Regions from separate parts of the Mus musculus genome. Here regions 2, 3, 4, 5 and 6 are each linked to region 1. Evidence: chromatin contacts called from public HiChIP or PLAC-seq and promoter capture Hi-C data. All regions are on one chromosome and are shown on one strand. The core of a region is the stretch at or near the end of the contact, and the rest is flanking DNA. Distances in the headings are between cores, read along the strand shown. Region 1 holds the start of Dnaja2 (DnaJ heat shock protein family (Hsp40) member A2). Region 2 has its middle 71 kb from the start of Abcc12. Region 3 has its middle 91 kb from the start of Abcc12. Region 4 has its middle 120 kb from the start of Abcc12. Region 5 holds the start of Farsa (phenylalanyl-tRNA synthetase, alpha subunit). Region 6 holds the start of Hook2 (hook microtubule tethering protein 2).

Region 1 (4,990 bases), core at 1,261-3,760:
TCCCAGGTTGGCCTCAAACTAGCTATTCAGTTGAGTATTTATGACCTTGAAGCCTGATCCTCTTGCCCCTACCTCTCCAGTGTTGTAATTATAGGTAAAGACCACCCAATCTGGCTTACGTCCAGAATTTTGTGTCTGTGAGTTAAGCACTTTATCAACTGACCTGTATTTCTAGAGCACCCTTCCACCCTTTTAAGGCCTGAAGCAAAATACATCTAATTAATGTCACTTAATAAGAACACATTTTAAAGTAAGAACTTTGAAACAAAGGACAAAATATTCTGTAGTCACCCTCTAAGGAACACCGTTTGGAGAAGCATTTTTAAAGAGACTCACTTTAGTGGATGCATCATGTCCTCGCCTCTTCTTCTGCCATTTCGACTTCTACTCTGATTGCCCATAAAGCCAAACAATCCTCCACCAAAAATATGTGAGAAGATATCATCCATGCCACCGCCTCCGCCGCTGCCTTCCCGTAGGCCTTGTTCTCCATATCTGTCATACAGCTCTCGCTTCTCTGGATTTGACAATACTTCATATGCAAAACTTATTTCTTTAAACTATAAAGTAAAAGTAAAAAAATTGGATTTTTTAGTGTAAGGATGTGAGAAAGACTTCAGAAATTCAGAAGCCACTTAACTTCAATAAAAAGCCTTGAGTTTCAGTTGGTTTCCTTTTGGTCCTCTTCATCACCTACTGCTAAATATCTTAGAATTCTCGTTGTAAAACTATAGTCCTCTGACCGTTATCACCATCACTATTATATATGCATATGAGTGTGGGAGTATGTATGGGGGTCAGAGGACAACTTTCTATCCTTCCATTGTGGATTAAGCTCAGGTAGTCAGGCTTATATGGTAGCAAGACTTGGAACACAGAGCTATCTCAATAGCTATAATTTTTCTTATCTTTGAAGAATATTACAAGCAATAGGTTTTACTAAGGTCATTTTCAAGTAAATTAAAATAACAGCGAAAAATTCACTCTGTAGGCATAAATGGACTTTCCTTTCTGGGAGGGTGATATATTTTAAGTTTCAGTTTAAGAATAAAACTCAATGACTTACTTTGTCTCCAGCATTTGGATTCTTATCAGGGTGGTATTCTTTGGCTAACTTTCGGTATGCCTTCAAAAAAGATTTTGGATAAGAGTTATACACAGCAAACAATTTAAGATATTCACTTTTCTGAGAAGCAATGTTCTAAAGTTACAGCCTTCCAAAAAATGTCACTTATTATTTAACGTTTTCCACTTCAATAGTATTTACTAATAATATACCCAAAGTTACTGAAGAAAAATACAAATAAAACAACAAAGAAGATACTGAAACATTTTTTCTTTCTTTTTTTACAAACTATTATCAAATGTCTTTGATGGCCAGTAGCCAGACCAAGGAGACCACAATAACCAAACAAATTTTAGATTGAGTGACTACGTTTTACAGAAACTCAAGCACTACTACAAATTAAGCATAGGATACTTCTACCAAGTATCTCTCCCCATGCTGGCTGGCTCCTCTGCCTGCCCTCTAACAGGACACCCAGGAGGTCCTAAGTGATGTTTTACTCGCACACGGTCGGCTAACTGGGGTCTTAGGTGGTGGTGAAACTACATACTTTCAATTAAGCGATGTGGTTAAGCACCATGTAAGTCCTCACACAGACTCATGAATTATATAACACAGCCTACCATTTCCGGTAGGGTAACAGGAAGTCTTTTTCTTTGGACTTTACCAGTCCCAGTACTTACGGGACATTCTTATTTTTCTCAGTTTACAAATGCGGATTGGATCCCGACAGCCAGAGAAGATGCTGACTTTATTAATACCCCAAGTCCCGAGATGATTTGGAACTACTACAAAGGACAACAATAAGACGTGTCTTATTTTTAGGGAGTGCACGCTCAGGTGTTTGGCTGGGGCACACGACTCATCCCCGAAGCGGCCACGGGGTATTTAGATCTCCAGCCCACAGAACAATGCTTCCAAACAGACCCACGCCGCTCCAGCTGCCGGGCGAGCGAGGCTGAGGGAGGAGCCTGCTCAGCGCCGGGGGCTGCGGCCCTCAGCCCCACACCGGCGCCGGCGGTCAGCTCCTCCCCGGCCCGGCGGCGCGAGCACCGCGGTCCGACCTGTTTTTCCGGGTGGCCCCGGGCGCCGAGCTGGCGGGCCGCGTCTGCGCAGGGCCGGGCGGGCGGAGGCCCAAGGTCAGCCGAGCCGACTGCGCCCCCGCCGCCGCCGCGCCTCAGCCCGGCTCAGGCCGCCCAGACCGCGCAGGCCCCGCGCCCTCGCCCCGCCCGCCGGCCGGCTCGCTCCAGTACCTTCTTCAGCTCGTTCTCGCTAGCGCCGGGAGGGACGCCCAGGATGTCGTACAGCTTCGTGTCGGCCACGTTCGCCATGGCGGCCTGCCGGGCAGCACTCGCAAGCAGGCGGCGGAGCGGAAGGAGCGCGACCCGGACCACGAGCGGCGGCGGCGCAGGCCGAGGAGACGGCGCGGGGAGGCAGGCGGGGCTGAACTTTGACCCGGCGCAGCGCCATGACGTCGCCACAAGGCCCCGCCTCCGGGGCCGGGCGGGGCGGGGTTGGGCGGTGGGCGCCCGAGAGCGGCTGGTGGGGCCCTTTCCTGTCGCCGCTCCGTGACGCGCGAGCGACCGCGGAGTGGAGGGGAGCGGTGTGCGGCGTTCATAAAGAACTCTCGGTGCGGCTGAGGCCTGAGGGAAAGAAGCCGGCGTGGAATCCTCACGGGGTGGTCCCCCCGGGGCCACGGTGAAAAACAGCACGTGGGTGTGAGTGTGTGAGGTTCCCAAATAGCGAGTTACGCCCGTGATGTGATTTCATCAACACCTTCACTAACTCATTTCATCTCCTTAACTTCCCCCTCAGCACCTCTGCGTAGGGGAAACAATTTCATTCATAAATACTCAGATTTATACCTAGCAGACGAGGTTTTAAAGGCATAGCCATCCTGTCACATCGGAGGAAAGGACAAATCTTTTTTACACATTCCCAGTTGGTTTCGGGGCATCCAGATAAACCAAAGTCACCCTGTTCCACCGGGATCATGTGTTCAAGTGTCTCACTTGACAGCTTTAAAATTAGCTAACGCCAAAGGTTTGGTTGGCATAAGACAGTATGGCAGCGTGCCGGCACTTGGTGGCTGTCAGTCGAGTTTCGTTTTGCTTTAGCTTGAAAGATTTCTGTGCTTTACCACATTCCAGAATGTATAGCTTGCCTTCCAACTGGTTTTCCGATAGTAAAACACTTCTGGTCAGTTGAAAACCTGAACTGGGAAACAATTGCTCATTGGCCATAAGTCTGTCAGTGGAGGTGATACACCTTTCTTGTTATTCTTCTTGACCGAGTTTTGGAGGTCCTTCACTGCCGTGCTAAGACTTCTGAAATTTAACCTGAACGCTCAGAAGAGTCTCATGAGAAGTTAGATGCTCCTTCTGCTATTCAAAATGCCCCTTAACCTGTAGTGTTTTCCTTAATTCATAACCTGGTGAACCTTCCTGTCTTATTTGATGTTCGTTTTCCTGATAAGTATGATTTATGACATGAATGCTGTTCTCACATGTGAGTCAAAATTCTTTAATAGAATATAGCTTATCTATCTGGTTTCCAGGACTTATTTGGAGGTTTCTAGCAGGGGACCACAGCTATTTTATACCCTTTTGCCAAAGATTAGCCTCTCTTCTTGATCAAATACCCAGTTTCAGGAAGGGACATACAAAGAAGAAGAGGGAACACTCACCCACACACCCAGATCAGCCAAAATAACCCTGGGGCAGATGTTGAAGTCAGATCATCCTTCTTCTGACTTTGAATTTTACAAAGACCCCTAATCATTCAAGAGTGTAAGTCCTGAAATTAGATTGTATAAGCTGGGAGCTTGGCTCTGCCTTCTTTTAACAGTAAGCTTGGCTCTGCAATGTATTTTCTGAGGTTACTTCCTCAGTGCAAGATGCTATTTATTTTTAATGGTATTTATGGTCTGGGGATGAGGCTTAGCTGGTAGAATGCTTGAGTAGAATACACTAAGGCCCTGGGTTCAGCCTCTAGAAAAAAGAGAAGAAAAGATAGAAAAAAACAAAGGGGGAACTTTGATTCAACTACTCTAATTTTTTATTTAGGCTGCTCTTTGGCTTTGTAATAAATCAATGAATGAATTGGCTTTTTGAGGCCCTGATTCAATCCCCATAACTGCAGAAATGCATTGTGGCAGCTCACACCTGTAATCCCAGTGCCTGGGATGTGGAGACAGAATAGGAGTAAAAGCAATGGTGTGTTAGCTTTATTGTTGGCCTACTTACCTACAGGCTTTTTATACTACCTTTATTCATTGGATAGCTGGCTTCCCTGAACGTCCTCAGTTCCTCTCTTCTGGGATTAATGCTCCTCAGTAGCTTCGCATGGTCTTACATGTTTGATAATTAGTTCCATTTCTCTATCCCCTTTTCAGTCAGTTTCTGCTGCACAGGAAAGGAAGTACCCTGTGTAGTTACTTTTTGTATCTTGTTTCTGTCCATGAACTGTTGAAAAGAGCAGGATTCCCCTGTTGGTCTCACTTTCAGTTTAGTTTTTTTTTTTTTCTTTTTGTTTTCTTGTAAGGGGGAAAAAAATCTCCACTTGATTAAGTTTTAGCTTGTGATATCCTGGAAATTCCCTCAGCCCTGTTATTTTACTTATTACTTGCCTTTAAACTATTTTTGTATTTATTTATTTATAATATTTTGTTCATTTCTGAATTGTAATTGTAGTCAGCACTTAGCTAATTTTGTAGGGCCACAAGTTATTTCAGAATAGCTCTGTGCGTCATCTGACACATGTTGTCATTCCTGACATCATGAGCCTGAGTTAAGCCTGTGTCTGTGTGAGCATTGTGGCACCTCGGACATTTTCTGAGTTTTTGAGATACTTCATTTGTTTTAGCTCTGTTATGTAGCTAATGCCAGGATGGAGGAAACATCTGCATCTCATTTCATATCGAAG
Region 2 (4,990 bases), core at 957-3,456, 940 kb after region 1:
CGTTTCAGTCCATCATGGCAAACTATTGTGTCTGGACCACATAAGCATCACAGAGTGAAGGATACGGAGGAGCATAGTCAGTCTCCTCACGGTGTCCAAGAAGCAGAGAGGATGAGACCAGGAACCAGCTACAATCTTCAAGTTCATACCCCTTCCCCCAGCTATGCCCTACTGCCTAAAATTCCTATGAGCACCCAAAATAGTGCCACCTACTGAGAATCAAGTGCTCTTTGCGTGAGCCCATACATGTTATACACAGAGCACAGTGAATCATGCAATAAGTGCGGGAAGACAGGAATCATGAACGTGACTTCAGATAGCAGCACCACAACCTCAGCCATCAGCGAAGTCCACGCACTCGCTGCACTGCTCTGAGAACCAATGAGGAAATCTGAATAACATTCTGAAAACAGTGTCTGATGATGGCAAGACTTTGGGGACCCGCCAACAACCTAAGCAATGCCCCTAGGGTAATCAGGAGAAGGCTGAACCTGAAACTGAACATAGCTCCCACCCTGGCCCCATGAGCTGGCCTGGACATGCAGTGAGGGGCCCTTTCCCCCATTCTGAGTGTAAAATAACATGCTCTGGCAGTGTAATGGGATTTGTATTTGGGGATGTGGCCAGCAAGCTCTGGGGGTCACTATAGGTTAGCATCCTGGGGCAGACCAACAGCAGCAAATCTACAGGCTGGATGTTGAGTATGTTCAAGGGGCTGGTATATAAAAGGATTAGTTACAGCGTTGAGAATAGAGCTACCTTCAAAGGTATGGACAGATAAAGGTTTTAGGTCATTGAGGAGGTGCCCTTGAAGGATCCTGTGGGTCAGTGATTTCTTTCTGTCTACCTTTTTTGTTGTTGTTTCTTCCAAACCATTAAGTAAACAATTTTGCTCTGTCATACCATCCCCAGCCAAGACCTGCCATTGCTGTGCCAGCAGCTCAAAGCAACAAAGCCATGAACTGGAAGCTCCAAGGTTATAAGCCAAGGTAAACATGTTCTCTCTGTTAATTGATTGCCTGTGGCATTTTGTTGTATTGATGAAAAGCTAACACAACTGCCAATAAGAAAGGTACTATCTTTCAAGAGAGGCAGGAATCCCAAAGTACCAAGTTACACATTCTGGCTTTCTTCACTGCACTTTCTTCTGTGTTGGCCTCATCTTTAGACAGGTTGTGTCCCTGTGACATTAAAAGTGGCATCTTGAATCTTAAAGCTTCTAAAAGTCTAAGTTTTCCACTATCCAAAGGGGATAATTCATTTTCCCTACTTAGTGCCAGCTAAGGTCTGTTTTTGACAGATAGCTCAGCTTAGGCCATATGTCCAACCCAACTTTCCATGATGCCACAGAGATATGACATTCTAATTGGCCTGGTTTAGATCTCAGGCCCACTCTGCAGAAAGTTGGTAGTGTCAGCAACCCAACTTCAAGCCTGAGGATGGCAGTAATCATCTCCAAGGTCCTAGAAACTTGGAAATGGTGAGTGTGAGTTGGAGCTCAGATTTCTTTGACAGTCCTCTCCCCATGAGAGGTCAGAGTTCCCAGAAATACATTTGATATTTATATGCTCATAATTTATCAAAAAGATCTTCTTGGATCAGGGGTGGGATTTGGATATATCAGGGCACTGAATGACAAGGAAGAAGAAGATGAAAATTCTAGAAAGAAAATAGTTTCAGTGAAGTATTCCAGGGCTAATTAGCCAAAACCCACAGAGGAGTCTAAAGTGGAAATCACACTTCACAATTATCCCCAAACTCAGAAGCCAAACCAGTCTGCTGGAGGTGTCCTGCCAGAACAGGAGTGTTTAGGCTTGCTGCCTCCCCTTGGCTTTGGGCAATCTATCAGGCCCCTAGGAAGAACTGAACGTTCCCAACTGTAGGGAGCAGGAGTGCACTGAAGCACACTACAGTGGAAGAGAGGAACGGAGGGCCATTCGCAGTGTTTGCTGCAATCATCAAGTCCATGCCTTCTGCTCCATCCCATGCCCTGCTGCCCAGTCTAGACAAAGCTATGTTGTCTCTGCCCAGAATGAGGACACTTGGCTCTACAATCCCTACATTAGAAAAGCTGAGGAGTTTAATGAGGATCGTAGTGCCATTATGACCACTTCAAATAATCCGTTGGGTTGCCAAGCCAAATGCACTCTCAGTGTAGAGCGGCCTGTTGTTTCCTAACGATCCTGCTATGCAGATGATCTTTGACTCAGTCATTGCAGAATCAAAGCAGGAAACCATTTAAATGGCTGCATGCCTCAGAGGGGAATTGACTCTCCTGTCTTTCTACCACAAACAAGTCAAGAGTGTCTTGCTCCACAGGGGTGACATGCACCATTAAAGACTGGCAAGTGCAATTCTGATGTCTCCGTTATCAGGTTCCCAAGACTTCTCCAACGCGTCTCTCAACCAGGCACAGGCTTTTCCAGCCCTCATCATTACAAGGATGCTACTCCTTTCCAGCATCCTCTGGGCCTTCTGTCCTTCGATGTTGTCTCTGATTATTTATTTAGAGTGCTAGGAATCAAACACATGACCTTGTGCACCCTACACAAGCCCTCTGCTGCTGAACTACTGTGGGACTGTGAAAGGCAGCCTGTTTTCTGGTCCAGTGAGACTTACTCCGGAGACCCAGTAGAAACTCTACAAGGGACAGAACCGTGAGCCATGCTCCCAGACAGACATAGGTGCCTAACACCACAGAGCCCCCAACTCCATAATCCTGTGACTATAAGTCACACAGTCAATGTCCCAAGCTACTGGCATTCTGGCTAAACTCCACCCTCACAGTTATCTGACAATAGCCAGATAACTAGCCTCCTTCCCACAGCTACCTTGCAACTGCAAGATAGCCCAGCCTACTATAAAAGGGGCTGCTTGGCCCCTCCTCTCTCTCTTAAGCTCTCACCTCTCTTATTCTCATCTCTAGCTCTCTTTCTCCACCTCCCTTTCCCCCCTCTCCATGTAGCCATGGCCAGCTTCTCTCCTTCTACCTTCTCTCTTTCTCTCTGCCTTTCTACAGTAAAGCTCTAAAACCATAGACTGTCTCTGCTCATAAAGACTCGCTGTGTTGGGACAACAGAGCGGGCTTTCCTCTAAAGAGCTGTATCTAACCTCCTGCTGGGAGGCCTTCCTGCGCTCTAATCATGGACTGTGCCCCCTCTCCCCCTGCCCTCTTCTCCCTTCGGCTTGAGGGCGAACTGCCCCACAAAGCCCCCACTTCATTCTCAACTTTTCTGTGACATCCAGTGATGTCTGGGATGTCTAAGATGGAGAAGTGGCCACCTCTGGCCTCCATGAGGCCCAGAGACCCCAGATTGGTCCCTTTCTTCTTCCTTGGACTGGGGTTCCGTGGCTTCCCACAGCCAGACACCCACCCAGGCCACGTAGAGAGCTTGTGGCAGTCCCCCGAGTCTGCCTGCCCAAAGCACCGGAAATCTGGCAGGATGCGGATTTGCTCCCACCCCCTTTATTTCCCATGACCACTGCCCAACAAACTACATCTCTAGTCTCGGACCTCCTTTTAACAATGAAGACAAGAGGCAGGATCAGAAAAACAAATGATCAAGCACAATACTACCTGAGTGAATGAATAATGAATGCTTGAAATAAGTAAATCAATAAATTCACCATCAAGCTTTAACCATCCTCTAGCAATTTGCTATGTGTTCATTGACACCTGAAAGTCATTTATTTAATATGATAGATTCCCTAGAGAGGAGAGTGTTTTGTTTTGTTTTGTTTGGTTTGGTTTGTTTTTTGGTTTGGTTTGGTTTGGTTTGGTTTGGTTTGGTTTGGTTTGGTTTGGTTTGGTTTCTCCCTTCTAGAGAGCAGTCTGAGACAGACTGCGTGGAAACAACAGTAAGCTGGAAGCTAGGATCCTCCTTCTCCCAGCCAGTCTTTGAATGAATTTGGGACAGTTTCCAGGTTAGAGAACCATCTCCTAACTAAGAAAAGTGGGACTGGCATATCATCTTTTCAAAGGAAAAAAAAGAATCATCGATCCCTCCATGCGGTTGTTGTTTTGTGTTGGTTAGTTGTTGGTTTGTTTGGGCTTTCTCATTGGTATATCATTCTATATCCTGGGATAGCCCCAAATTCGTGGTCCCGCTCCCTCGGCTTCCAGAATGCTGAGATTACAGGCCTGCACCAGCATGCCTGGTGGTCATGAGCTGTTTTTAAAACTTAATCATAGCCCTCCCAGGTGCTTTGCCCACAGCTAATAATTACAGTTTGTATTTGAATTGACACCATGAGAATGTTCGCTCAAGAATGCTGCATGCAATTTCACTTTAAAAGAAATGCAAAGTCAATAGTAGACCTGGGGGATTGGGAGGCGGACAATGTGCATTGCTGCTACTCATCAGGGAAACACAAGTCAAAATCATGGCTTCACTGACCTCTGGTCAGGATAGCCTGGGAAAGAGGAAATTCTGATGCAAACACAGCTAAGTGAACCTTCAAGACACTATGCTAACTGAAATAAGTCAGGTGCAATAGGACAAACATTGTATGATTCTGCTTATGTGAGCAACTAGACTTCGCGTTCATAGGGACAAGAAGTACACAACAGCCAAGTAAGGGTACCTATGTTTCCTATAGCTATAACTAAATGCCAGAAAGTGAGCAATTTATAAAGAATAAATGTTTATTCCGTTTATAAGTCAGTCAGGAAGGCCAGAATCAAGGGGGAGATCAATTAGCGGTTTCCTTGTTGATAGAAACCTTGTGGTAATCTATCAAAGAGCAGAGCCTTCCTAGCCTGGTTCCCTCTAAAGGGCCTGCCTCTTAAAATGGAAGCGTGGGATTAAATTTTAACATGATACTGGGTACCAGCTTTCAGAGCACGGCCTGAAAAGGGGACATTTAATGGGGGGTCAGGATTGCAGTATGGGAAGATTGAAAGGCTCTGAACATGTCTGCAAAACAAAATAAATTTAGTGCTGCTGAGCTGAGTACCTAAAATGATTGAAGTTCTGCATATTTCATAAGA
Region 3 (4,990 bases), core at 1,514-4,013, 920 kb after region 1:
AGGAAAATGCATTCTGGTCCCGACAGAGCCAGACATCAAACGTGAGGATCACAACTTGTGCCCCAAGCCAGGTCTGGCCACTTATCCTCCATAAGCCAATTAAAAGAGCCAAATTAATAATGAAAAGCAGACAAAGATTTATTCAATGTGGACACACTGGGCAAGGGATCAAAGAGATCCAGTAAACCCCTCAAGTCTGTCTGCTGGGATGCTGAGGTTAAAGTTTAAACAGAGGGCCAAGGATCGGCACATATAAACAGTTCTGTCAAGATGTGGTCCCGTCCACCACTGACCCATCCTTGTCTGGGCTTCAGTCTCATTTTATGATGTGGTCTGGCAGGGTGTTAGAACTTCGAGGACTCACTTTCTGGGACACGAATCCTCCCTCTAGCTGGCACCTTTTCCTTCTCCTGGTGTGAGATTCCTGGGGAATGCCCATTTTCGGGGAAGTGTCCATTGTTTCAATAGTCAGACAGTCACATTGAAGACATAAGTGTCTCTTTAGAATATCTCATTTCTACCAGACCTGTTAGAAGCTGGCCACACTATCCTTTCCTACCCTGGGCCACAGACCCAAAATAGGATGCATCCCCTCTGTCTTAGATAGGGTTTTACTGCTGTGAACAGACACCATGACCAAGGCAAGTCTTATAAAAACAACATTTAATTGGGGCTGGCTTACAGGTTCAGTCAGAAGTTCCATCCATTATCATCAAGGTGAGAGCATGGCAGGCATGGTGCAGGAGGAGCTGAGAGTTCTATGTCTTCATCCAAAGGATGCTAGTGGAAGACTGACTTCCAGGCAACTAGGGTGAGGATCTTATACCCACACCCACAGTGACACACCCATTCCAACCAGGTCACACCTATTCCAACAAGGCCACACCTTCAAATGATGCCACTCCCTGGTCCAAGGATATACAAACCATCACACCCTCCTTCCCAGAGACCACTGGGTCAACAGCTCTGGATAGGGAAGATATCTGTTGGTTCAGAGGGAGGGGTTACTGTATTAGCCAAGCATCTCATAAATGTCAAATAGAGGTCCAGCCCCTTGCATGTTGGTCCTGATGCTCAGAGGGTAGACCATGAGAGGCTTCCATATGCTTGGGCATTAGTGGAAGCCTTCTCTAGACTACTCATCCCTCAACACTCTGTCTTGAAAACGGGGGCGGGGTTGGGGAAGATGGAGGATGGGAGATGGGGCATGGGGCATGGGGAGGCCCATGGCATGGGGCAAGACACCACGGCAGGGAGACCACAAGACAAACGCCAAAGGCTTCCTGTTTGCACAAGGATCTAGGAACTATAGTTCCAAGTTATTTATCTTCTCCTGTAGAGTTTTCTGCTCCTAGGGGAGAACCAAAGACAGTGTGGGCAAAAGTCCTGCCTGGATTTTGCCTCACAAAAATCACAGACCCACCGAAGGACCGTAAAGGGCTAAATTGTAGGTGCGCCCAAAGTATATACTGAAGTCATTGGCCCAGGGACCCTGTAATTAATGCTGCTCCTTTGGAATCCATTTTCAACCAGAAAGAGTGATTTTGGTTTGGTTTGGTTTGGTTTGGTTTGGTTTGGTTTGGTTTGGTTTGGATTTTTTGTTTTTAGGTCTTTTCAGAATGCAAAGATCTCATTTGATAAGCACTGGTGTATGTCCTTCGTGATGAATTGATCATTCTAAGTAAATACTGCCCAAGATGTGAATGACAATAAGAATACTGTGGCCGCTCAGCAACATGGGGAAATCAGACTTCAGCAGGGACCCATTTTCCACTGCCATGTCTTTAAATCACAGGGAATAAAGAAAGCCTTGCATGTTGAATCCACTGTTGCCCCATCCAGGTTCTATTTCCTGATATATTAAATAGCTCCAATTTACAAGTTTTCTTGCTTTCCTAGCTATTCTTAACCATGCTTTCAAAACCCCTCAACTCTTCCCTAGTTCCCCATCCAAATCTCCATCCTGCTTTTCCAAAGAGAGCTTCCAGAGTAGTACTGAACTGGAACAACACTTCCTGCATACAATAGGTACTAAATGAATGCTCAGATAGGTTACACAAGTCCTTTATCTTAATCTTAGCCTGATGGAGAACTACAGAATCAGAAACATACTGACCACGCCTAGCCCCCAACTCTCCTTTGCTCTCTCCCATGCTTGTTACGCAAAAGTCATCACTCAGAATCAGTTTCCCATCGGCATCCTTGGAAAAGTCCCCTCAAAGGAAGAATCCCCCTGAGTCGTGGTTTAGAGATGAAGCACAGAGAACAGCTTGCATCAGCTACACACAGCCGCCTGTACCTACCAACACAAGGCCAATAGGTCAGACTGGGGAGACATTCTGATGGAGCCTCGGTGGCAGGGCCACTGCGGAGGAAGGAAGCCACGGTCTGCCAAATGAGGTGTGGAGCCAAGTACATTACCTAGATCCTAAATCACACAATTAGTCATGAAATAATCTTTGCTTTGTCTTTCTCTCTTCCTCTCTTTGTAAGCAGCTCTGCCTTGGACTCTATACCCCTGACCACAGCAGCCTCTAGTGGCAGCAAGCTGGAGCACACAAGACAGCAAAGGACCCCAGGAGGAAGACTTTGCAGGGTCTGAGGTTAGCAAACATACTGTTATTGCTATGTTCATACCAACATTGTGAAAACGGAGAGGCCTAGGGTTCCCTGTGGTGGGGACGTTGAGTAAGGGGTTAGTAAGAGAGAGAATCTGAGCCTCCCAGCCATTGGTTCAGATGCAAGAAACGGCAGCCAGGCCCTGAGTAGAGTCGTATCCAGAAGAATGAGCTGTCAGAGAGGAGGTGGACCACCAGGCTTCACCCAAGGGCTTATGCCTCTGATTTTCCACATGCCCTCACAAATATCTGACAGCTGCCAAAGTAAGACAAATGTGACAGCATCCTTGACCAAACAGAGAAATTTTCTCTTCCCAGGGAATGACTTAAAAACCTCAGACTCATCGACTGGATGACAGCTGAAGGAACTTTTCCCAGAGAAATCACAACCACAAAAGCACATTGGAAACATTCTAGCAGAGCTTCAGGATATTCATCTCAGCATTGGATGGATGCTGAGCCTGAATCTCACAGGGAGCCTGTCATAGCTTTAGCCGTCAGCTTGACACAAACCTGGAGCCACAGGGGAGAGGGAATCTTAACTGAACGCTTGCCTATGGGCTTGTCTGTGGAACACTGTCTTGATTGATGATGTAGGAGGGCCCACTATGGGTGGTACCATCCCTAGGCAGCTATGAAAGAAAGCTGAAAGTAAGCCTGGGAACAAGCCACTAAGCAGCATCCCTCTATGCTTTCTGCTTAGTTACTGCCTACAAGCTCCTGCCATGAGCTCATGTCCTGACTTTCCTCAGTAATAGACTTTTAAAATGAAGTGCAAGTTGAAATAAATAAACCCTTTCCTTCCCAAGCTATTTTGGCCAATGTTTTATCACAGTAACAAAGAGCAAATGAGAACAGAGTCCACTTTGACAAATCCTTCTGTCCCCCCCACCCCCACCCCCTAGCTCTCCTCTGACACCTAGGGAGCAGTCAGAAATACCAATCTTCCCTGGGCTGGGCAGGAAATGAACTTGTGGACACCTGTGTGAGCTGAGGCCATTCTGGTAACACCCTCACTAACCCATTGTTATAGCAAAATACCTAAGAGTAGAAAATTTTATAAAGGAAATGCATTTCTTTCCTACAGTTCTTGAAGGTGTAAACTCAAGGTTGAAGGCCTGGGCATGGGTATGAATCTGCAGAGTCCTGAGGCAGCTGATAGCATTTACTCAGTGTCTGGGTTAGATCCATACTGCTGTAATAAAGATCACAGCCATAAGCAACTTGGTGAGGTAAAGAGCTGTTAACAAAGAGGGGGAAAGAGAAAGACAAAGCAAAGATTATTTCATGACTAATTTTGTGATTTAGGGTTTGGGTAATGAACTTGGCCCCCTGGCCTTATTTGGCAGTCTGTGGCTCCCTCCTTTCACAGTGGCCCTGCCACAGTGCCTCCATCAGAAAGTCTCCCTAATTCTTGCCACAGCTATTGGCTGTCAGATCTTTATTACAACCAATCAGCAGCAAGACAACCTCTGAGCATTTCTAGATTGCCTTTAGGCAGGTGAGGACGGATGAATATTTACGAAATAGGAAATCCGGTGACGTCATAGAAACGACAAGCCCAAAATCCTACCAGCACTGAGCTCTGTGCTGGTACAGAATTAACAATGGAAAATATAGAGCTGTAGCTTCATACAAAGAAAAAAAGATCAACCCGAGCTTCGGAAGACATTTGCCTCTCCCCAGACACACGGTGAAGCACACTTCAGCTGTTTCTACCGCCTTGCCTTTCAGCGCACCACATTCCGGATTTTGGGAACTCAGCAATGTTGCCTTGTATCCAGATCGAAAACCCTCTTCTCAGGCCTCGGGCTGTCGCTGTCCCTTTCTGAGAAATATGTCCTTCTAGAATCCTTCTGTCCTTCCATAAGTCCTTCGAGATAATTCTGTCAATGGTTCACTCTAGTCTTTATAGCAAACGAGTGCCCACAACCCCTGCCTTAATTAATTCCTGAAGCACTCAGTGAATGCTTACAGTCGACAGGTGTAGGGGCGTGGCCTCAGCTAGCATATAGGCTACTTAGTGAGTCAGTTAAAAACTTAGACAGGAAACCAGCAAAGTGAAAGCATGGCTTATCGGCAAGCATTTCAGAATTCTCAGGACAGAAGGGGCTCCAGAGTGGGGAGACCACCAACTCTAAGGTGTCTAGGGTTTTTATTTGGGTTTAGGGTCTCCTGTCTAGTGATTTCCCCTTCCTGCCCTTTTCTGTTGGTCTAGGTGTGTCTATGTACCCCTTCTGTAGCAGGGCTTAGCTCTTTAATTCTGTAATTGTTGATTGGCTGGGGTAAGAGTGGGTACCCCAAACCCCTCTGCTCTTTGTGGTGTAACAGGTAAAGAGAAACACCCCCATGAAAAGGGGGCTGGTCTAGAT
Region 4 (4,990 bases), core at 715-3,214, 890 kb after region 1:
GCACCTCTTAGTGAGGAGACCCTCATGTTAAGTACTTCTAGATTATGGCATGAAGTGGGTCTGTATGTCCAGTGTGGAGTAATGTCCACGATTTGTAAAGTTTTGAATAGCAAATGCACCCAGCCAGTCAGTTGGCACTCAATAAATACAGCAGGCTGACCCCCGTCCTGGGAATATGAGAGTATGCAAGACGTCTTTGTTCTCATGCAGCCTACATTTGACATAAGAGGGGTAAGCTAAATGCTTTTCTTCCCCAAACGTTTTTTGGTCCTAGAGTTTATCGTAACAGAAAGCAAAGGACAGCAAAGGTGTGGGCAAGGGAGGCGTTCACCTCCTCCAACATAGATTTCTATGCTAGTTTAATTATTTCTAGAGTGAAAATTTATCACTTTGTAATTTCTGTACAAGGAACAGAGAAAACAAAATAAATGCACTGTGTGTGTGCTTGGGCACGAACCACCCATAAAGAGTAAGGTTGGGAGGAGAGAGGCGGGAGGTGGGAGGGAATCCATTCGGCAGATGGATGCTCTCCCAAACTGCTAGGAGAAGCAGCTGAGGGTTTTGGGTTTTTTGTTTTTGTTTGTTTTTGTTTTGTTGAATTCTTTAAGTGTGACCTTCTCTGAGTGAAGTTGTTTTAAATGTGCCTCTCTGAGTCTGGGTTCAATGAAACAAAAACCATTTGGTATGTCTGATTTACTCTGAGATAGGACCCTAGCTCCCAGAGCTAAAAGGGACACCCCTCAAAACGTGGTCATCTTGTTCTGTCTCCTGTCCCTACTCTTTCCAGGCACTGGGCAGCCTGTGTCCCTTGCATGTCATGTTAGTTGTATGGCTGAAAACAAAGGTCTTTTTTTTTTGGAGGGGGGAGACATGAATGAATAAATATCTATTACCCATAGAAAGTACACCAACGATGGAGTAAAGGAACTACTCTGTCCAATTCTGCCTGGTAAGCCCATGAGGTAAAGGGTTATCCACAGGGGCTCGGGTGATTTAAAGAATCTACGTGTCTGAAAAGCTTACCCCCAAATAAGTGAAAAGCTACATTCTTAAAGCACCCTGCACAATGTGCTGGCAGCCGGCCCCAATTCTGTTCTCCCTGCCATTTGGGGTGCCCTGTTTTGGAGATCTAATCACAACCTGTGTTACTGGGAATCCCCTAGAGATGACCACTCAGCAAAGTTTACAGCCAGTTGCAAGTCTTTATTCCAGCCACGTGAGGCTACGTTCAGGTGTTCAAGACCCAAGCATAGGGCCAAGGGTTTCGATCAAGGGACTTTGAAAGGCAAAATCCACATCCTGGTATCTTGACTGGCAGTTGGAGGGCAAGGTTTGCACAGGCATTCAGTTTAACAGAAACTAAGATAAGTTAGCTGGGGGCATCTTGACCTCAGAGTCCTAGAATGGAGTAGGCTAATTTCCCACAGGATTCTCCATCAAGGAGAATAAATTCGAGTTAAATCTAAAATGGCCTCAGCAAAAATACAAGATGGAGAAACATCTGTACTGTCTCTCCCTGTCACAATGGGAAGGGTCCTTGTGAATCTTGTAATTTTTTGAGCCTTGTAAGTGTCCCTAGCTTCCTGCATCTTCTCTGCCTCCATCCCGTGGAGGGAGGAAATGCTTCCATTTTCAGAAATAGCAATAGAACAGTGGTCAAGGGCTGACTTACGAGTTGCATTTCTTGGGAGTGATGGAACCTGGGCAACACCCTTCATCTCTCTGTGCTTTATTTTATCATATAAAATGAGGAGGAGGAGGATGATGATAGCCATGGGCAGGATGTCACAAGTTAATGCATGAGGACACAGCCAGACTTCTGTGTTATCCTTACAGGGGTTACTCCTGCTTCCCGCCAGTGCAAGAAATGCAGATTCTCTCTGGCTCTTTCTATGTGGCCCCAGTGGTTTAGAGTCACACAAATCTGCAGCAAATCTGCACTTGGAGGGAAGAATCTCAGACCCAAGGGGGATTAGTCATCCAACATTCCCTTCTTTCTCCTGGCCAGTGGAACCACAGAGGCCAGACAGCTCAAAACTGAGCCGCTGTGACTTAGTGGGGGTAGAGACAATGGGCGGCATGCCCAGGTACGTCCAGCCCCTGTATCTGTGTTGCACACTATGTCAGGAGAGCAGAGGATACTTGGCTTGGTAACCTTAGCAAGGGCAGCCTGTCTGTGAAGGCTGAGCTTTATAGAGTACACCCTGTTGTGTTTGACCAATGCTGTTAAATGACCCAGTCACTAGTGTGGTGAAATGCAGATTCTCAGATGTTGCATGTATTTTCATCATGAGTTGTGCAGTTTTTAACCTCCCCCTCTTTCCCCATCTTTTTCTTCCTCCTCTTTAAGCAGGACTCATTATGTAGCCCAGACTGGCCTCAAATTCACAATGATCAGATTTCAGTCTCCCAAGGGGTGGGATTAAAGGTATGCACCAACATAATTAGTTATTTTTCTTCTGACTAGATAGTAATTTGGGACATCTGAGTCTCCATATCACTCATCCAGTCTCCCCTGGCTAACACCCTACACAACTGCAGTACGATAATCAAAACTACAAAACCAGCATCGACCAATACCTTCAGCTGCAGGAAAAAGAGAGACATGGATGGAGGGGCAAATGGAAGTGCCTAGATCACCATACAGCCTAACTGTGTCCCCAGTCTTCTGGTGCTTACTCACCTCCCCTTCCCCTCCCCTGCACCTTTACCAGTCTCTGAAACAGTCGTATTCATATATATTTGTTTATCATTGCCTCCCTTCCTAAGTACTCTGTAGATTCCATGATGAAGGGACATGAACCCACTTATTAACCCTAAATCATTAATAGTCTCCAAGACATAGTAGGTGTTTAATAAATACTGTGAATCAATGAAAACTAAGTTAGTATTCAGAGGCCAAACTATGTGTTGGTCTCCTGGAAATCACGTGGTTTTCTCCTTTCAGATTGTTTGTGGCTGGGGTAACTGTGCTGCCCCGATGCCTTCTTCTGCCATGTCTGTGTCCCTAGTTCCCATCAGCCCACCCAAGCTGACCGCAGAGGGAATGTGTCTTCTACTTGAGTTCCTGCCATCTCTACTCACTCCCGGCCCTGACACCCAGTCACCCAACCTCTCCTAGCACCACCCTGAGCAGCCTCTAGCAGGCCTGACCTTTATGTCCTCCTATTCCTCTCCTTCCCCCCTCCCACCCCTCCTTCTTCTTTTCCTCCTCCTCCTCCGAGGCATATGCTAATAATCTTATCACGTGTACTGTCCAATGGAGTAGCCATTCTGGTCCCACTGGCTAAGCACCTGAAATGTGGCCAATCTGAATGGATATACTTTGGATAGAAATGACACATCTGACTTTAAAGAATTATTCTTTAAAAAAGTAACAGTTGACTGTTTTCTGGAATAATAATATTTTGAATGCATTCAATTAAATAAATAAAGGGTACTCAAATTAAAGTCTCCGTGTTTTGCTTCTCAAACTCTCAAGTACGCATGTGCCCCTCCTCATAATCTCCCCTATCTGCCTTTCTGTAGACAAACTTTTTCTAGAATTTCTCTTTCTGGTGTGAGCTGGCACACAGTAGGTGATCAACAAATTCCTGCAAACAAAGGAACTGTTGAGAAGGGAACCTGTGAATATTGTCCTAACTCTTCACTTTCCTCCCAGCAAGAATCAGGGTTTTCAGAAGATAAGGGACAAAGAGCCCTTGGACCGAGAGTGTGGACGTCAGGAGCACCAAAGGATGTCTGCTGTCCCGGGAGGCTAACACCCAACTGGCGTTGTGAGAGGAACTTGGTGCTGCCTATTGTGGGAGTCAGGAAGGAAATGCAAAGGGCGAGACTACAGAACAAGTGATGGAGGCTCCCTACTGATGAGAACAATGTGCACTAGGCCCGGAGGACATTAGGACCCTGGTGGATGGAGGGAGAATGAGACTGTAGAGAAGGAAAGCAGAAGGAAGAGGAGGGGCAGCGGGAAGGGGTAGAGGCACAAGAAACACTGAGACAGGAGTCCTGGAATCCACACCCACTGCCTGGCTGGCCTTTCACTGACCTTCTGTGTGACTGTATTTGTTGCTTTCTATTATTGTGACAAAATACCTGGAGCAGACAGGTTAAAGGGGAAATGATTTGGGCTCACAGTTACAGAGGTGTCACTCCATCATGGCGGGAAGGCATGGTAGACAGTGAGGTCCACATCACTGTGTCTAGAAGGCAGAATTTCAGGGGTACGGGCATGGGTGGGGCAAGATATAAGCCACAGTGACATGCCCCCGGTGGCCAGTTTCCCCCAACAGGGTCCCCACCACCTCCTTTTCACCATGCCAACTGATGGATCCATCAAGGAATTAACCCATTGATGAGGCAGAGCACTCATGACCACCTCTGGAAATGGTATCGAAGAGACACCCAGAGGTCTGCTTTACTAATGCCCCAGTGTTCCTTAGTCCAATCAAGATGCCAATTAAGAGTACCCTTCATAGTCTGTAAGGGCAACATTTCCCTTTTCCCTGTAAGGTGTGACAGCAGAGATACTGTGAATCCCCAAGCCCCTTGTTCATTCACACATTAAATGTCCACCTTTTTTGCCTGTTTGACGCTGTAATGACTGTAGGAGTCATTACAAAATGTCCCAGACGTGTGCTCATTTACATAGATGTGAATGACCAGGGGCTCCATTGGGGCTTCCTGTAAGATCATAGCAAGCAACACCCTCCTGCTTGGCTGAGCCAGCAGATCATCAGGGTCCTGGGGTTTTGTTAGAGCCCCTCCCCTCAAGCTCTGAAATCTCTCAGGTATGTTGTTCTCATTAGAAGGCAATACCGCTTGTGCTCCAGTCTGGTCTTGAATTTAATGTGAATGGGTTGCATGCATCTAAGCACAAACAAGCACATTTATGTGCAGAATATTCACACATTTAGATGACAGTTAAGCACGGGACCCTGTGGTCGGAAGTGAAGACGGATCCGAGAGGGAGAGACAGCCTCTGCCCCGC
Region 5 (4,990 bases), core at 957-3,456, 700 kb before region 1:
GTAGACCAGGCTGGACTTGAACTTGGAGATCTGTCTGTCTCTGTCTTGTGAGTGCTGGGATTAAAAGTGTATGCCCCACACTACCTAATCCACCTTCCTCCCTCCCAGCCCCCCAGCTATGACAGTTTGTAAAAAGTGTCAATGTGATATTATTACATTGATCTCCTGAGAGCACAGAGAAGCCGGAGGGTTTATGATTTTTCTGGTTGTATCAATCACTCCCTGTAGGCTGACATTCTTGCCTCTGAGCCTCATTTTTTTTCAATATATAAGTCTTTTATTCTCCTAAAAGAGCCCAAATTGTACTTGTGATCAGGATCTTGTTTCTGGAGTCAGGAAACTGAGAGCTCCTCACCCCTTCTCAGACACAGAGATGCCATCCTAAAACTGTTGTGGCTTGCTGAATCAGAGTGGCTGAATCAGAAACATGTTCAATGTCATTTCCTTCAAGGATTAACTCATCCTTCTGGGCTTGAGAGAGAGAACAAGCAACACCTGGCCTCATCCAAACCCTGCAGATGGGTTTTTCACCCAAGAAATTTCGGATTTCAACCAATGATGTTCATAGGGAAATGAACATATACAGACCTCATCTTCTAACAGAAGCCCAGTGTAACACACCCTTGATAGTGTTCTGAACATGACTGCAGATGGTTCTGATAGTGGCCAGGTCCTTTCTGTTACCCCACCATTTGTCAACCCGGAGCCTTTTCTTTGTCTTTCCAAGAAGACTCAGCTCCACATTGATGTGATTGAAGTCCCTCCACAGAGTCCCCCTGGGGCCACTTCACAATGACTGTGCACCCCTTCAGAGTGATGTCGACATTTTCTGGAATGTCGACAGTCTGATTGCTGAGAATGGTCTTCATTCTCGCAGTAGATGGGGCAAAGAGAGTTGAGCCTCATTTTTTAATGATTTATTTAATATATATACACTGTAGCTGTTTTCAGACACACCAGAAGAGGGCATCCGATCTCATTACAGATGGTTGTGAGCCACCACATGGTTGCTGGGATTTGAACTCAGGACTTGTGGAGGAATAGTCAATGCTCTTAAGTACTGAGCCATCTCTCTAACTCCAAGCCTCATTTTTTCTCTTGTAAAGTAGAAGAGATTTATATAGTATCTACATTATGAATTTTAGGGAGAACTTAAAATCCCTGAAGTACTCCATGCAGGTCAGCAGGCTTTGTGACTGTCTTAAGTGAATCCCTCCTCCCTAAACATATATGGTTCCCTACCCAGATTCCTTTTGAAAATGTAAAAAAAGTTAACATCTGTAGAGTGGGGCCCTGGAAAGATGGCTCAGCTCTTAAGAGCGCTTGTTAAATATTAAGTATTAAGCTGTTAAGTTCTCTTGCATAGGACCATAGTTCAATTCCCAGAATCCACTTGATGGTTCACAAACTTCCAAAGCTTCAGTTCCATGTGATCTGATGGCCATCTTCTGACCTCTGAGGCCACCATGCACACATATGGTGCATAGACATATATACAGACAAAAACCTCACACATAAAAATAAAGTGAATAAATCTAAAACAACAAAAACATCAATAGAATGGTCATGCCTGAAGCCCACCACTCAGTGCCACCTTCTCTCTAGGTAAGAGAGATTTTTAAAAAAATTTTTTTTTTGGTTTTTCGAGATAGGGTTTCTCTGTGTAACCCTGGCTGTCCTGGAACTCACTCTGTAGACCAGGCTGGCCTCGAACTCAGAAATCTGCCTGCCTCTGCCTCCCAAGTGCTGGGATCAAAGGCACGCACCACCACTGCCCGGCTGAGAATTCTTGAAGGATGGCAGTGATCTGAGCCTGCTAGTGGTGGCTGGATGAAAATTATTGGGGGAAACCAATAGAATTTCAGTCAAGCCTTAGAGTGATTGTCTGTAATCCTAGCACTTGGGAGAAGTAGGCAGGAGATGAGGAGGTCAAGTCTAGCCTCTGCTAAAGAAGACCTGTTTCAAGATATAAAACAAAAATCCCAAAAGAAAACTACTTTTGCCCTTCAAGTCATCAAATTGACTTCACTAGTTAACTAAAAGCCACTGGGGTCAAACTACATGCAGCATCCTGAATCCCTTAAGTACATTTGAGGCTCATTTGCCACACTTAAGATGGCGACGACCAGCTTCCAAGTCGCCCTTTGCGCCACACTAAAAATGGCAACGCACGCGCTATCGCGACTTCCGGTTCCAGTTCCGGTCCCCTAGTCAGGTCCGGCGGCCTGCACACGCCAAGCACGCTGGGAGTAGCCATGGCGGATAATCCCGTTTTGGAGCTGTTGCTGCGGCGGCTGGAGGTAGCTGATGGCGGTCTGGACAGCGCGGAGTTGGCTACGCAGCTGGGTGTGGAGCACCAGGCGGTGGTGGGCGCAGTGAAGAGCCTTCAAGCTCTGGGTGAGGTGAGTCCAGGCGTGCCGCGGCTCGGCCTCGCTTTCATACCGGCAGCCCCATTATTTCTGGTGAAGGGACATTACGTGCTGGTGCACCGTGGGGTGCGCTGGTGGGAAGTCTGGAACAGTTTTCGTTTCTCAAGTGACTAATGTCTGTTAAGGCGAAAACATGGCACATGTAGGGGTGTGACAAGACGAGTCGCTTCCCGGAAAGGGGTTGCAATCTAATGGGGAAACACAAATGACCAGAGTGATATGAAGGCTCAGAGAACTAGCTGTGACAGTTGACTTAGCGTTGCGGGACAGAGAGCCGGGATCAGGTACAGATGGAAACTGACTCGAGGCCAATGGAGGAAAACGATGGCATCCAAGACATCAGTGGCAGGGCATTGGTGTGGGATTATAGGCCGCAGAGACCATCAGGGCAGAATTAAATGGTTCTGTAAGGTTCCTGTTTTCCCCTTTTATCTCCATGTTAGGGCCTTCTGCTGCTAGTCAAAAGCTACACCCTAAAAATATGGTTGCTATCTGGACCAGGCTGGCCTCCAATTTACCAAGATCCATGTGTCTTCAGAGAGCTGGGATAAAAGGCTTATGCCACCAATACTCACCCTCTTAGAGTTATTGTTTTTTATGTATATATGTGTGCCTGCCTAAGTTATGTGCACCACAAGCTGGAGGAAACCAGAAGAGGGTGGGAACTTAAGTCATAGATGGCTGTGAGCTTCCATGTAGGTGCTGGGACTTGAACCTGGTTCCTCTGCAGGAGCTATTGCTCTTAAACCACTGAAGCACCTCTCCACCACACTTTGTACTTTTTTCTTTTTAAAAATTTTTTGTAGGTTTTTACTGTCTTTGTTCAGTTTTTCAGGCTGGGTCTCCTTACATAGCCCTGGATATGCTGTAAGCCACTATGTAGGCCAGTCCAGCCTCAGATTCACAGAGATCCACCTGCCTCCGCCTCTCGAATGCTGGGATACTTTTTAACCTTGAAACAGGCCCTCACTGTCCAGTCTGGCCTTGAACTCACTGTGTATGAGTTCACGAGCTTTCCTTACCTCAGGTTCCCAACAGCTAAGATTACACGATTTTACCACCATGCACAGCCTGCTTTGTGTGTCTTTATCTCAGGAGAAGAATGGAGAACTATACTAGGAGTTGTAGCCAGCCAGATTGTATTCTCTGTATTAGTTTTCAGAAGGAATACCAGGCTAAACTGAGAGCTGGGGTGGGGAGCTGAGAGCTGAGGCTGGAACATCCCTAAACTGGAGGGCATAGTGTCCGATATGGGGAGGCAGGTGACCCAAGATTCAGGGTAAGGAAGAGGGGCAGAGAGGAAACCCATCCTTCCAGCATTGGCAAACATACTAGGAAGAAATGAATGACGAGGGATTTGTGGACCACTCAGGAAGCAAGATCCATGAGGCCAGGCTCTCGGTTGTTTATTTCTTGAGCACAAGTTCTGTACTCAAGTTCAGCTCTGTTCTGTAGTCCTTGCCATAATCTTAGGATGCTGACATTGTTTTTGGGTCTTGCACATAAGACAGCTGGTGCTTAGTGTAGTGACCCAGCAAACGTCACTAGTTGTACACACTGCAGTCCTCAGTGTTGTGGATAGATGGGGAATATGATATAGGTGCCAGGGATACGGCTCATGGCTTTCTTGATTTTATTTTTCAGCCAATTATTTAAAATAAACTTCGATATTCTTTTCTCCCCTGATCTTTGCCATTAAACCGTTAAATTCTTTTTTTTCTTTTAAAGATTTATTATTTTTTTAAATTTATTTTTTATTTTTTTATTTTTATTTTTTTGGTTTTTCGAGACAGGGTTTCTCTGTGTAGCCCTGACTGTCCTGGAACTCACTTTGTAGACCAGGCTGGCCTCGAACTCAGAAATTCACCTACCTCTGCCTCCCGAGTGCTGGGATTAAAGGCGTGTGCCACCACCACCCGACTAAAGATTTATTTATTTTATTTATATGAGTACACTGTAGCTGTCTTCAGACACTCCAGAAGAGGGCATTGGATCCCATTACAGATGGCTGTGAGTGACCATATGGTTGCTGGGACTTGAACTCAGGACCTCGGGAAGAGCAGTCAGTGCTCTCAACCGCTGAGCCATCTCTCCAGCCCAAGCCTTTACATTGTAAACAAGTACTGCATCGGTTTAGGAGTTAGAGTTGGGTATACTTTGGTATATTATAGAAAGGCCATTTGTTCAAGCCTTTCTGTAAAATTAAAGAAAAGTGCTTTTAGCAGCCTGTGTATAAATGATGAAAGACATGTGCAGTCAAGATACAAGATTAGGGGGACATGGCTCAGTCAGAAGGAGCACTTGGCATACGACCTGAAGTCAGATCCACGCACATGTGTAAAAGCTCAGCATGGCCTCTCGAGCCCAGTAACCTGGAGCTCTGGAGACAGAAGGGTTGTTAGGATGGGCTTGGTACCGGCGTAGATGAAAAATGGTGAGCTCGAGTTTCTTTGTGAGACCCTCTCAAGGGAACAAGCAAAGGGTGATAGAGTGTGACTGGCTTCCTCTGTCCACCAAGCACATGTGTACCTGTTCATCCCATGTGCTTACACACTGCACAC
Region 6 (4,990 bases), core at 1,214-3,713, 560 kb before region 1:
GGCCTTAGGGAGGGGTTGAGTCACTCACTTCCCAGCAGTACAACTCAGGCTGGGTCCAGCTGTTCCTGGAAACATGTTCGAGGTGGGGTCCCCAAACCAGCTAGAGGCTTCCAAACTTGCAGAGCAGGGATTCTAGGTTCCTATAAATGGGGGCCTTCGGATCTCTGCAAACTTGGAGGTTCCCTACACCTAAAATGGGTTGGCATCCTTCTAAATGCAAGGTCCCTCTCAAAGGAAGGATTTGTGGCTCTTTTTGCAGAATTAAATGCACTTATATCCAGAGCATTGCTCCTTGGTTGTAAAAAGAGATTGCCTTGTTGCCAACACCAAAGCTTTCTTTTCTTCCCCCTAAAAGATGGGACTCTTGCTGACCCTGTGGAAGATTATAACTTCTTCCCCATCAGAGAGTGAAGTATCTTCACTATTTGTTTCCTTATGTGTTTATTTATTTTGAAATAGGGTCTCTCTAATGTGGTCCTTGCTATCATGAAACTCAATATGTAGGCCAAGCTGGCCTCAGGCTCATGGCAGGCCACCCGCCTCTGCCTCTGGAGTGCTGCTATTAAAGGCAGGAGCACCGTCATACTCAGCTCCTAAGCTTCATTTAAATCTTTTTGTTTTGGGTTTTTGGTTTTTTTGTTTGTTTGTTTGTTTTTTTTTGAGACAGGGTCTGTGTGTAGCCCTGGATGTCCTGGAATTCTCTCTGTAGATCAGGCTGGCCTCAAACTCAGAGATCTGCCTGCCTCTGCCTCCCAGTTTCATTTAAATCTTGACTTCTTGAACATCTGGACACCTGTGATATCACACCAACGCTGGGACACCTTAAGTCACTTCCCAGACCTGGATTCTCAGATTTCTCCTAAACTTCAAAATCCCTGCAATGCAACCTTCACCCTAAATTTTTGTGTCCCAGAATGTCACACATTCTTTTAACAATCATGGTTCCTGGTAACAGTGTGTTTGTGTGTAGGACAGCACAGCTTTGTTTCCACTGTGGGGCATCAACTCTGGTGGATGTGGGATGGGGGAGCCAGTTGGCAGGCCCCATGCCCAGTCCAGTCTGGAAGCACACTCCCTTCTATACCTTTCCACAGGGTCTCAGGGACTGGAATCAGGAAAACAAGGCGTGAGGGTCTGTGGAAGTGTGAATCAGCCTCCAAGGCTCTCTGGTGTGTGCAGCTGAGAGTTTGAGTGGGTTGCAACCGAGTGTCTGTAGTAGATTAACAACTCTAGTAAGATAGAGGGCGGGTGGCTGATGTCGCTGGGCTCACCCAACCAGGACAGGGTCGCTGGACTGGATCCCGGCTCATTGCCTGGATGGAAGCAGAACATTATCCCCCTCCGAACTGAACCCGCCCCAAAGCAGAGCCGGCTCCACTCCTCCCTCTGGGCACATTTAATAGCCTCTAATTACAGCACATTACCCCACCCGCCAGAGAGGGGAGGGGCTACTAGTGGACCCAGGGGTCAAAGGGCGTGGTCTGGGCTTTACCCCTGGCGTCAAAGCCCGTGTACTTTGTAGCCGCTGTTTACTCATTTGCAAAGCGGCGGATTAAAAAAAAATTAAATAAAAAAATTAAATAATACAGTTTCTAAAATTAAGAAACAAAACCTGGGAATTAAAGTAGCCCTTGTCTCCTAGGGTCGTGGAAAACATTCAATTGTCTGTAGATATATAGCTTATTGTAAAGTCTGAAAACAGTAAGCACTCCACAAATGATGTCTTGAGACTTTATTGTCAAAAAATTCTAAGCTCTCTGCGCTCCCCTAAACCGGCTCAACCGGTGGACGCACCCTTTTCCCAGAAGGATGCGTTCCTACGTTCTGCGCGCCCCCTGGTGGGCTTCAGATCACCCGCAGCTTTGGCCAGGTCGAGTGTTTTTTAGGGCAGGAAGGTGCTCAAAGCACCCGGGGCCGGGAAGGAGCAGAGTAGCTCGCAGGAAAGAGACCCCGGGCTGGGCAAGTGCTATGTCCTTTACTCAGGACATACTTGACCCTTCCTGCTCCCAACCATACCCGAGTTTTCAGAAGGACTCCAGCCAGAATCACTTCTCTGGGGAAGACGCTTTTAAGATCCTCTCACTCCACGACTACAGGATTTATAATTATTCTCTGCGCCCACATTAAGAAAGGCTCAGATCATAACGCGGCTAAACCGGAGGATTTCTTTCAGCTTTGGGGGGGAACCATTAAAGTGCCTGTGAAACTGGGTGCGGTAGATCCGCCTTAAAAGGATCTTGAGGACCACTCCACTACATAAAGAGAAGCCGCGAGGAGTGGAGGTCACCAGCAGCAGGACTGAGCCAGACTGACACCTAGCGGCAGAATGTGCACTTGCCTATGTCCCGCATCTAAGATGGCGAGGCAAGTGTTTGCAATGGGAGATCACGTGTCTGGGGCGGAGCCTATGGCTAGGGGGCGGGGTGGAGCGGGGCGGCGCTCTAGGCCGAGCGGGAGGTCTGGGCTTCGGGCGCTCGCTGGTGGCGGACCCGGAGGCTGCTGCTGCGTGCCGGGGCTCCTTGGCCCGGATCGAATTCGATCCGGAGCCATGAGTGTGGACAAGGCCGAGCTATGCGGGTCTCTGCTCACCTGGGTAGGTCGGGGGGCGGGGCTGGGTCAGGTGTGCGCCCTCTCCTCTCGTCCTGTCTTGGTCTTCTTTCCTCGGTTTTGGACCTGGAAGGAGGAATAGATCGTAGGCTTGCTGGGCCGTTGGACTCTGACCTGACCACCTGCGTCTGTCACGTGGGCAGGCCTGAGCGAAAAGACCAGGTGAGGCCACGCCCCTCTGGAGGGCACAGGCCTGGTCACATGTTAGCAGTGGGGACCAGGTGACTGGTGGTAACGCCCTGACCTAGGTTTGCAGGGTTTGCCAGGATAGGTAAAATGAAGCCACGCCCCGTCCTTGCCTAGGCGTGTAGAAGTCACGCCCCCGAAGATGTGATATGTTGGTGCTACAGGCTAATGCCTTTCTAACCCCGTGAAATGTCTGATGGCTGGGGAAAAAGTCTGCAATTCCAGGTCCTCAATTTTCCTGTTGCCCTTCCGTCTTCCCCCTTTAGTTGCAGACGTTCCAAGTTTCACCCCCCTGTGCCAGTCCCCAGGACCTGAGCAGCGGACTCGCCATAGCCCATGTGCTGAATCAGATGTGAGTGTGGCGGCTGAGTGGGAGGATCCTGAAGGGCTCCCCAGCCTGCTCATCCCATCTTTCTGCCCCTAGAGACCCTTCCTGGTTCAACAACGAATGGCTCCAGGGCATCTCAGAGGACTCAAGCCCCAGCTGGAGGTTGAAGGTGACAGGTGGACTCATGACTAGGGAATAACTAGAGGACTTAAGGAGGTGAAGGCAAAGGGAAAGCTAGATACATGTCCTGTGCGATGGACAGGCAGTCTTGTCAGGAAGAGAGCCAGATGTCTGGTGATCAGCAAGCTATTTTTGTTTATATTGAGCACCCACAATAGGACAAAAAAACTTGCCACCATTCTTATGATGTGGGCAAAAGCACACACACAACACATGTTAACTTCCAAGAGGTGTGCTGGCAAATGCTTGTAATCCCAGCTATGGTGGTGTGTTAATACAGGAGGGTGGTAAACCATCCATCATCCCGTCTCAAAACCTTTAAAAGGCCAGGGATATAGTTGGCAAAAGAGAATTTGCTCACCCTACACAAGGTCCTGAGTTCAATCCCAAGTAGCAGGGTATGCTGGGTGGGGGGTGGGAGGGGGGATGGGCAGGGGTAGCCAGACCATGTGGCACACATGGAGTCCCAGTACTTAGCAAGCCAGAGGATCAGGACATCAAGGTTATCTTGGGTGGCTACACAGTAAGTTAGAACTCATTCTGAGCCACATGACACACTGCTTCAAGAAACAAAACTGGGCTGGAAGAATGGCTTGGTGGTTAAAAATGGATACTGTTCTTCCAGAGGAACTTACTGCTTCTCCAGAGAGGACGCACAGACATCAAACAGCTCTCAACCACCTGCAACTGCTCTAGGGGATGTGACACTTGTAGCCTCTGCAGGCATCCTCATATTCTCTTTCTTTCTCTGTCTGTCTCTCTCTCACACACACATACACACATACTTTCACACACACACTCTCTCTCACACACACACACACACACATACACACATACACACATGGTTAAAAGATAAAATAAATCTTAAAAAAACAAGAAAACAAATTCATATAAACCTATGAAGACAGTAAAAGGAGGGTCATGATAGCGATGGGAGGTGGGTAGGTGCTTATTTTGTTTTTTTTTTGGGGGGGGTTGTTTTGTTTTTGTTTTGTTTTGAAACAGAGTTTTTTTGTGTAGTCCTGGCTGTTTTAGATCTTGCTGTGTAGACCAGGTTTGGCCTCAAATTCAGAAATCTACCTGCCTCTGTCTCCCAGGTGCTGGGATTAAAGGCAGGTGCCACCATTCCTAGCAGGGACTCTATTTTAAGTACTGTGGAATGGTCTTAGCAAAGGAAAAACACAGCCTGGCTAAGCCGTTTCGAAGCTGCCCTTGGCTACCTGGGAAGAGATGCAGCACAGGTAGCAAGAGTAGGAAATGAAAGGTTGGGAATGGGGCTCAGCAGACCACAGCTGGTCCAGACTCCAGCACTTAAGGGCTGGACGCAGAATAGGAGAATAGTAAGGCGCCAGGGAGTGGCTCAGTGGAAAAGTCCTTGTCTACCATACCTAAGACCCTGGATTTGATCAGCAGAACTTCTACCCCATCCAACAAAGGTGGGAGATGAGAAACAGTGGGTACAGTCATCCAAGTGAGAGATAGTAGCAGTTGGGCCAGAGAGTGAAAGCCATTGCATTCTGGAACTTGTGAATTAAGAAGGTCAGGTAGACACTATAGACCATGCAGTTTAGCTCTAGAGGAGAAGGATATTTAGAACAGGGCCAGACAACAAGGTGGGATAATCAGGGAATGAAAATTGAGGGACGGGGAGGAAGTGAGGATAGGTTGGGGGGGGGGAGTTGCTGTAGA

What was found. Promoter capture Hi-C pulls out the DNA fragments that hold promoters and counts their contacts. HiChIP or PLAC-seq counts read pairs in DNA pulled down with a chosen protein or histone mark.
Region 2: a contact with region 1 is called in a promoter capture Hi-C map of liver, with 4 times the contacts expected there. The contact joins the enhancer-like site here to the promoter of Dnaja2 in region 1. A contact is called at or near these places in 7 of 39 promoter capture datasets (the 3T3-L1 cell line, the HPC-7 cell line, frontonasal cranial neural crest and 4 more), 5 of 115 datasets of contacts at active chromatin or transcription factors (SST interneurons, embryonic forebrain, embryonic hindbrain and 2 more) and 1 of 9 other capture datasets (adipose tissue).
Region 3: an H3K4me3 HiChIP or PLAC-seq map of embryonic hindbrain shows a contact between it and region 1, with 8 times the contacts expected there. The contact joins the enhancer-like site here to the promoter of Dnaja2 in region 1. A contact is called at or near these places in 8 of 39 promoter capture datasets (the 3T3-L1 cell line, the HPC-7 cell line, the SN4741 cell line and 5 more) and 4 of 115 datasets of contacts at active chromatin or transcription factors (the NIH/3T3 cell line, astrocytes, embryonic hindbrain and 1 more).
Region 4: a contact with region 1 is called in an H3K27ac HiChIP or PLAC-seq map of the NIH/3T3 cell line, with 13 times the contacts expected there. The contact joins the enhancer-like site here to the promoter of Dnaja2 in region 1. A contact is called at or near these places in 7 of 39 promoter capture datasets (the 3T3-L1 cell line, the HPC-7 cell line, the SN4741 cell line and 4 more) and 3 of 115 datasets of contacts at active chromatin or transcription factors (the NIH/3T3 cell line, embryonic forebrain and forebrain).
Region 5: a contact with region 1 is called in a promoter capture Hi-C map of hematopoietic stem and progenitor cells. The contact joins the promoter of Farsa here to the promoter of Dnaja2 in region 1. A contact is called at or near these places in 2 of 39 promoter capture datasets (hematopoietic stem and progenitor cells and pre-B cells).
Region 6: a contact with region 1 is called in an H3K4me3 HiChIP or PLAC-seq map of pro-B cells, with 2.6 times the contacts expected there. The contact joins the promoter of Hook2 here to the promoter of Dnaja2 in region 1. A contact is called at or near these places in 3 of 39 promoter capture datasets (3T3-L1-derived adipocytes, the C10 cell line and erythroid cells), 2 of 115 datasets of contacts at active chromatin or transcription factors (bone marrow-derived macrophages and pro-B cells) and 1 of 9 other capture datasets (adipose tissue).

Annotation. Positions count from the first base shown.
Region 1 is chr8:85,552,851-85,557,840 of GRCm38.p6, forward strand. Dnaja2 (DnaJ heat shock protein family (Hsp40) member A2) reads right to left here and starts at 2,511. Exons shown (of 9, transcript NM_019794.5): 1 at 2,320-2,511; 2 at 1,067-1,126; 3 at 337-560. The coding sequence starts at 2,397.
Region 2 is chr8:86,493,100-86,498,089 of GRCm38.p6, forward strand. No RefSeq gene overlaps it. Among named protein-coding and RNA genes, the nearest start is that of Abcc12, 71 kb to the right of the region's middle. Within about 2 kb of position 2,207, at least 3 of the 459 cell types and tissues checked have an H3K27ac peak or open chromatin away from gene starts, as enhancers often do. A contact at or near this core is called in liver, where this site is marked.
Region 3 is chr8:86,473,493-86,478,482 of GRCm38.p6, forward strand. No RefSeq gene overlaps it. Among named protein-coding and RNA genes, the nearest start is that of Abcc12, 91 kb to the right of the region's middle. Within about 2 kb of position 2,764, at least 34 of the 459 cell types and tissues checked have an H3K27ac peak or open chromatin away from gene starts, as enhancers often do. A contact at or near this core is called in forebrain and hippocampal neurons, where this site is marked.
Region 4 is chr8:86,448,052-86,453,041 of GRCm38.p6, forward strand. No RefSeq gene overlaps it. Among named protein-coding and RNA genes, the nearest start is that of Abcc12, 120 kb to the right of the region's middle. Within about 2 kb of position 1,965, at least 28 of the 459 cell types and tissues checked have an H3K27ac peak or open chromatin away from gene starts, as enhancers often do. A contact at or near this core is called in the NIH/3T3 cell line and the SN4741 cell line, where this site is marked.
Region 5 is chr8:84,854,780-84,859,769 of GRCm38.p6, forward strand. It overlaps Farsa (phenylalanyl-tRNA synthetase, alpha subunit), which reads left to right and starts at 2,207. Exons shown (of 13, transcript NM_025648.3): 1 at 2,207-2,402. The coding sequence starts at 2,256. It overlaps 1700122E12Rik (a long non-coding RNA gene), which reads left to right. Exons shown (of 3, transcript XR_106144.5): 3 at 452-1,886.
Region 6 is chr8:84,988,160-84,993,149 of GRCm38.p6, forward strand. Hook2 (hook microtubule tethering protein 2) reads left to right here and starts at 2,464. Exons shown (of 21, transcript NM_001372357.1): 1 at 2,464-2,593; 2 at 3,060-3,145; 3 at 3,218-3,290. The coding sequence starts at 2,549.